2 separate regions of the Mus musculus genome follow, and region 2 is linked to region 1. Evidence: chromatin contacts called from public Hi-C data. All regions are on one chromosome and are shown on one strand. The core of a region is the stretch at or near the end of the contact, and the rest is flanking DNA. Distances in the headings are between cores, read along the strand shown. Region 1 overlaps Fgd3 (FYVE, RhoGEF and PH domain containing 3). Region 2 overlaps Bicd2 (BICD cargo adaptor 2).

Region 1 (2,578 bases), core at 33-2,532:
TGTGGTGTGCCCTGTCATGACGCTCAGTGCGGGTCTGCAGATGACTCTGAACCGTCACTGAAATCTTAGCTCGGCTTAGCTCTGCTCAGGGGAAAAGCCAACAAGGAAGCGCACGGCCACACTCTGCTGGAATATCGGTTGTTGTGGATCTGTTTGCTAGAGGAAGGGCTGGCCCCAGCTTGGTCTGGTAAGGGAAAAGGAAGAGGGACACCAGAACTGGACACTGGGCAGCTGTGGGGTGAATGTTGTCAACCTTCAAGAGGCTGCTTCCTGGAGCAGATGCAGGAAAAAGGAAGAGGGGCAAGACCAGGCATCAAGTATGTCCATGGTACCCAGCAGGTCTAGTGACCATATCCTGATCAAGGCAGGCCCTGAGTGTGGTTGGAGGCCTTGACTCTGGGGCTCCCAGCTGTCTCTTCCCAATCAAAGGAGATGGGAAGCCAGCAAGAGCAGCCTGCATTAGGTTACCATAGAGCTTCCCCATCTCTCTCCCAGACGACAGTGAGGCTAGGGTACGCATCACTGGCTTCAATCCAAAGCAAACTCCACTTCCCTCCAGTTTCATCCTCCTAATCTTGGTGCTGACGCTCATCCCCAGCTGTGAGACATCTCACTCATAGGCACCATCGCTAATGCTCTTGGGGGTAGTTCTGGGTACCACTGATGCTTTAAACAGTCCCTATCTCTACCCCGAATCCCTGACTGCTTGCAACTCCAGGAGCATGTGGCTTCCCTCACCAGGACCTGTGGGTTCAGTTTCAGGGATTCCATGAACAAAGAACTATCTTTCCTGGGCCTGGATGCCCTAGCCATCAACTGGTTACAAGCAATGCCTCCATAGGTCCATCCCAGGGCCTGGACAGTTCAGGAACAGAGTCCAAGGCATTATGAGTGAAATAAATGGTCATGGATACCCTCCCTGGCTGAAAGATGTGGGGCTGGCTTGGGAGTGTTTCAGAATGTGTATTCAGTCTGACTTGACCAGGTGACATTCATTCCTCGGGAAGCTCAACTGTGGGGCAGCCACAACCCATATGCATCAGGAAAGAGACAATCAGGATTGCCTGGGTCTGGCTAAGGCCGACTGCATACATCTACATAGGCAACTCAGAAGGTTGACACTAGGTTATGTGGTGTGTGATTGGGAGGTATTTCTGAGGGACCCTGGGTCAAGCCATGGGACTTCCTGGACTTCTGTAGGCAGAGCTGACAGTGGGTCCAGAGGTCCAGGTCTGGTGGAGCCAGGGGAGGCCAGTAGGTGGCAGGAAGCAGGCACAAGCAGACTAGTGCAGGAAGCCACTGGGGTGGCAAGATGTTTATTTCCCTCTTGGCTGCCTGCACCACGCTCAGACTTCCTGCCTTCCAGTTTCAACAGAGTTCATCCTTAGGGTGCCTGTCTGCTCTGCAGGGGCCAGACAGCAGCAACATTCCAATTAGGGTCTGTCTCCTCTTGTCCAGTCCCCTTTTACTTCGAGGGTCCCCTTCTTCTTTTGCCATCATACCCCTGAAATGTTTTGGCCCTCCCTCAAGCCTCACAAGCATTCTCAAGGTTGGCTAACACGTGGCCAGCCTGAACTCACACTATTGAGGGACTTGGGGAAGCTGTGGTCACAAGGAAGGGGAACAGCAATATATTCAGGTCCACCCTAACAGGCCTTGGCCCCATAATGCCTGTGCACTGGGACCAATGTCACACCAGCCCTCCTCTGTTCTCTATCTCAGGTGGCCCCACCCACAGCCTGTCCCTCGCTTGCTTCAAGGCACCTCATCAGTGGATCTGGGTTCCTCTTTATGGGAACGAAAATCCAACAGTCATACCCTAACAAAGCCATATTCTCAGAGCTGCAGGGCTGAGTCACCAGCTGTTCTGAGTCCCACTCTTTCCTGTCTCCAATGCAAGGAGATCTGGGCTCTGCATGAACAACTGAAAGACAGAGACAGAGGAAAGAGACAGAAGCAGAGAAGGGTCATGGGAGACAGAGACAGTGTGGAAAAGAGACATAGAGACAGGATGGGAGACAAAGAGAAAAAGAGGGGCAGGAAAGATGAGGCACACTGGAGGTGGGGCAGGTGGGCAGGAGAGAACACAGCACTGTGTCCCAGGTTAGTGTCAATGGACCTGGGGAGAAGAGCCCATGTCCGGGATGGGTTAGAGACACCTTCCCTGGGTGGCACCTGTCACTCTCCCTAATTCATTAGTTCATCCAGGACCCAGCAAGATGCCAGGCAGTATTGTCATTCTGGGCTATAAGTGAAGCTATGAGTCAGAGTTGTCCCAACTACTGTTGCCACGGGTGCTTGTAGATGTCAAGCCCCAAAGTGATGATGTAGCTCAGTTGCGGGTACTCGATCCAGAGCAAGCACGGGTATGTGCCTCAGACTATTAGACCTCCCCAAATTTAAATAAAGACATCCTCCCAAGTTGCCATGATCAGTCTCTAGCAGACAGGCACATGAACCCAGCTGCCTGGCCCTGAGAACACACACGCACACGCACACACGCACACGCACACACACACACACACGCACGCACGCACACGCACACACACACACACACACACACACACGCACACACACA
Region 2 (2,578 bases), core at 41-2,540, 93 kb after region 1:
GTGCCTGCCAGGCCATATCTCTGTTGCTCCTCACATTGATTCTCAGCTTCTGTTCTCTGTGTTGAGAACCTGAGCAACTGTCATGGGCTGGTCTGACTCCTGGCCTGCACTGTGCTGCCCTCATTCTGTATCCTTGGGATTGGGAGCCCGGGAGCACTCAGCATGCAGACAGTGGTCCAGGGAGCACTCTGAGTGCCGACAGTGGTCTGGGGAGCACCCAGCATGCAGGCAGTGGCTGGGGAGCACTCAGTGTGCAGGCAGTGGTCCGGGCATGAGTTCTTTGTCTTGAGTCAGACATTATGTTTCCATTTGGGCGACCAGGAAAGGCAGAATGATTCCCTGAATTTGTGTTTGAAGGCTTCTGTTATTGAGGACTGAGTGGGGCTCAAGGGACAGAGAGGCTGCTTCATCTCTGATGAGGGAACTCTCGATTCTAAATCCTCTCAGCAGCAAGCTTAGACTAAAAGGTATTCTTAACTCAGGTATGACCTCAGGCTGGAGGCATTACTAACCCAGGTTATAGGTGAGGAAGCTGAGGGACACTCATCTGTGCCCAACATGGTCCCCAGTTTGCAGTGTTGTAGCATATTTCAGAGGTAGATCAACTGAGCAGCAAATGATGTTCTTTGTCCTTCCTGAGATGGTAGTAGTGAGCACAGGTGGGTTTGTGTGCTCCCACATGTACCCAGGGTCTGTTCTCTCTTGCTATGCTGTCTGGCTTTCAGGATAGACACATGTTTTAGATGTGACCCCAAAGCCCTGTCCCATCAGCCCTCCCTCAGTGTTATACCATCCTACAATGCAACCAGACCAAGCACCTGTGGTAAAGCACTAAGCTCTGTCTTGCCTCAGTTTTTGTGTGCAAAGTAGGTGCTTGTGCAACCCCACCCCCAACCCTACCCCATGGCACCATGAAATGGTCTAATGCTTAGGGCATTCCTGTTTTATGGCTTCAGTCATCTGGTAGATTCTGTGGATAGCAGGCATTAAGCCCTTGTCATAGACACAAGACTGTCCCTTGCTGCCTCACCTGCCCCAGCCTCCTTCCAGGGATATAGTTTCAGCTGCCCTTCCTGACTGGGCTTTTTGTCTTCCTCACCCCTAACTATTAGCCCCCCATACCATTGCTCATGCTGAGCACCTGAGGCACACCATGCTTGGTTTTGAAATTTGCCCCTTAGGGCTGCTATGATTTCTCTTCCTACCCAGAGCTTCTCTTCTCCCATCTTAGCTAAGGATGATCCAGCTGCTGAAGTCATGATTGGCCTGGTTCCTTGTAGGCACAGAGGATTGCACCATAGCTACATGGGTGTGGCTGACCTTGAAGCCAGCATCCCAGGGGGCTATGTGTTGGCCAGAAGCAAACATGGGCCGTGTTCCTCTTGTAGGCGCCTGGCTGGCCATGACCTCATGCTCCAGCTTTTCTGGCCCTGTTGGGTCTTGCTGAACCTGGGCAACTTGAGAGCAGTAGGCAGGAGGTAGGTCAGGAGCCTGTGTTGAGTACATCACCAGAGCATTGCTCCTCCTCAAAACACAGCATCTACCATTCTGTGGTCAAGACTGGAGGAGAGCTAGGCTGCTTCTTTGTCCTCTTCTTTCCTTGAAGCAGCTTGTAGAAGGGGCAGGTTAGAGGCTATATCTGCTGTTCAGGGGCTGGTTCTTGATACTAGGGTGGCAAAGGCTCCCATCTTCTGTGGTGCCACCTGGGAGGCCCGAGGGATGAGCCAGGGAAATCTACAAACACAACCACAGCTGTCCCCCACCAACCTGCAGGTCAGGAACACCTTTCCAGAGAGCATTTTTTCAAGGGAGGACAGAAGGGAGCCTACAACCCATAGAACAGGAAGATGATCCTGGGTATTGCAGGATTTAAGATGGAGTTGAAAGGTTGTATAGGATTGTATGCAGTGGCGTCTGAAAAGATCAGAAGAAGTGTGCCCCAACAGGTATCTACACCTCTCTGACCCCCAGCCTCACACAGAGCCTGTAAGCTGGGCTTGGTGGCCACAGGGATGGGCTGTGTCTTATAGGTTCACACTTTGCAGGTGAGGGGTGTAGCACTTCAGGAACATCCATGCAGTTGCCTTAGACAACTTCAGTGAGCTTCATGCATTGGGGTGTTCAGTATAAGTTTTCATGTAAGTATGTGTTCCTTCTTTTTTGTTGGGTATAGTACTTCATTATATGAATTACCATATTTAGTTTTTTTATAAAAAATTTATCATCCGTGTGTGTGCATGTGCACATGTTACAGCATATTAGAGGACAACTTTGTAGAATTGATTCTCGTTGCAACCTTATTTATATGGTATCTGAGGGCTGAATTCAGGTTAATAGGCTTGAATGGCAAATGCTTTTGCCTGTAGAGCAATTTCTCAGGCCCTGTATTTTAAAACAATGGAGAGCTGGGATTACAGGTACATACACTATCACACCTAGTCTGTATGCAGCTTTGGGGATTTAAAACTGTAGCCTTATTCTTACATGGCCAGCGCTGTAACCACCCAGCCCCCTGTGGTTGTTTTCCTGCCAAGATGAGATCTTCTCCATTGTCCTGGCTCTTCTCAAGTCCTGCTTC

What was found. A called contact is a pair of places that touch in the nucleus more often than the background predicts.
Region 2: a contact with region 1 is called in a Hi-C map of bone marrow-derived macrophages, with 60 read pairs. The contact joins two enhancer-like sites. A contact is called at or near these places in 8 of 484 Hi-C or Micro-C datasets (the AML12 cell line, Th2 cells, bone marrow-derived macrophages and 4 more) and 4 of 115 datasets of contacts at active chromatin or transcription factors (the HPC-7 cell line, embryonic stem cells, microglia and 1 more).

What each region holds. Positions count from the first base shown.
Region 1 is chr13:49,270,724-49,273,301 of GRCm38.p6, forward strand. All of the region lies in intron 14 of Fgd3 (FYVE, RhoGEF and PH domain containing 3), which reads right to left. Among named protein-coding and RNA genes, the nearest start is that of E030007A22Rik, 14 kb to the left of the region's middle. Within about 2 kb of position 1,283, at least 123 of the 459 cell types and tissues checked have an H3K27ac peak or open chromatin away from gene starts, as enhancers often do. A contact at or near this core is called in bone marrow-derived macrophages, where this site is marked.
Region 2 is chr13:49,363,586-49,366,163 of GRCm38.p6, forward strand. The region is part of intron 1 of Bicd2 (BICD cargo adaptor 2); the gene reads left to right. Among named protein-coding and RNA genes, the nearest start is that of Bicd2, 23 kb to the left of the region's middle. Within about 2 kb of position 1,291, at least 34 of the 459 cell types and tissues checked have an H3K27ac peak or open chromatin away from gene starts, as enhancers often do. A contact at or near this core is called in bone marrow-derived macrophages, where this site is marked.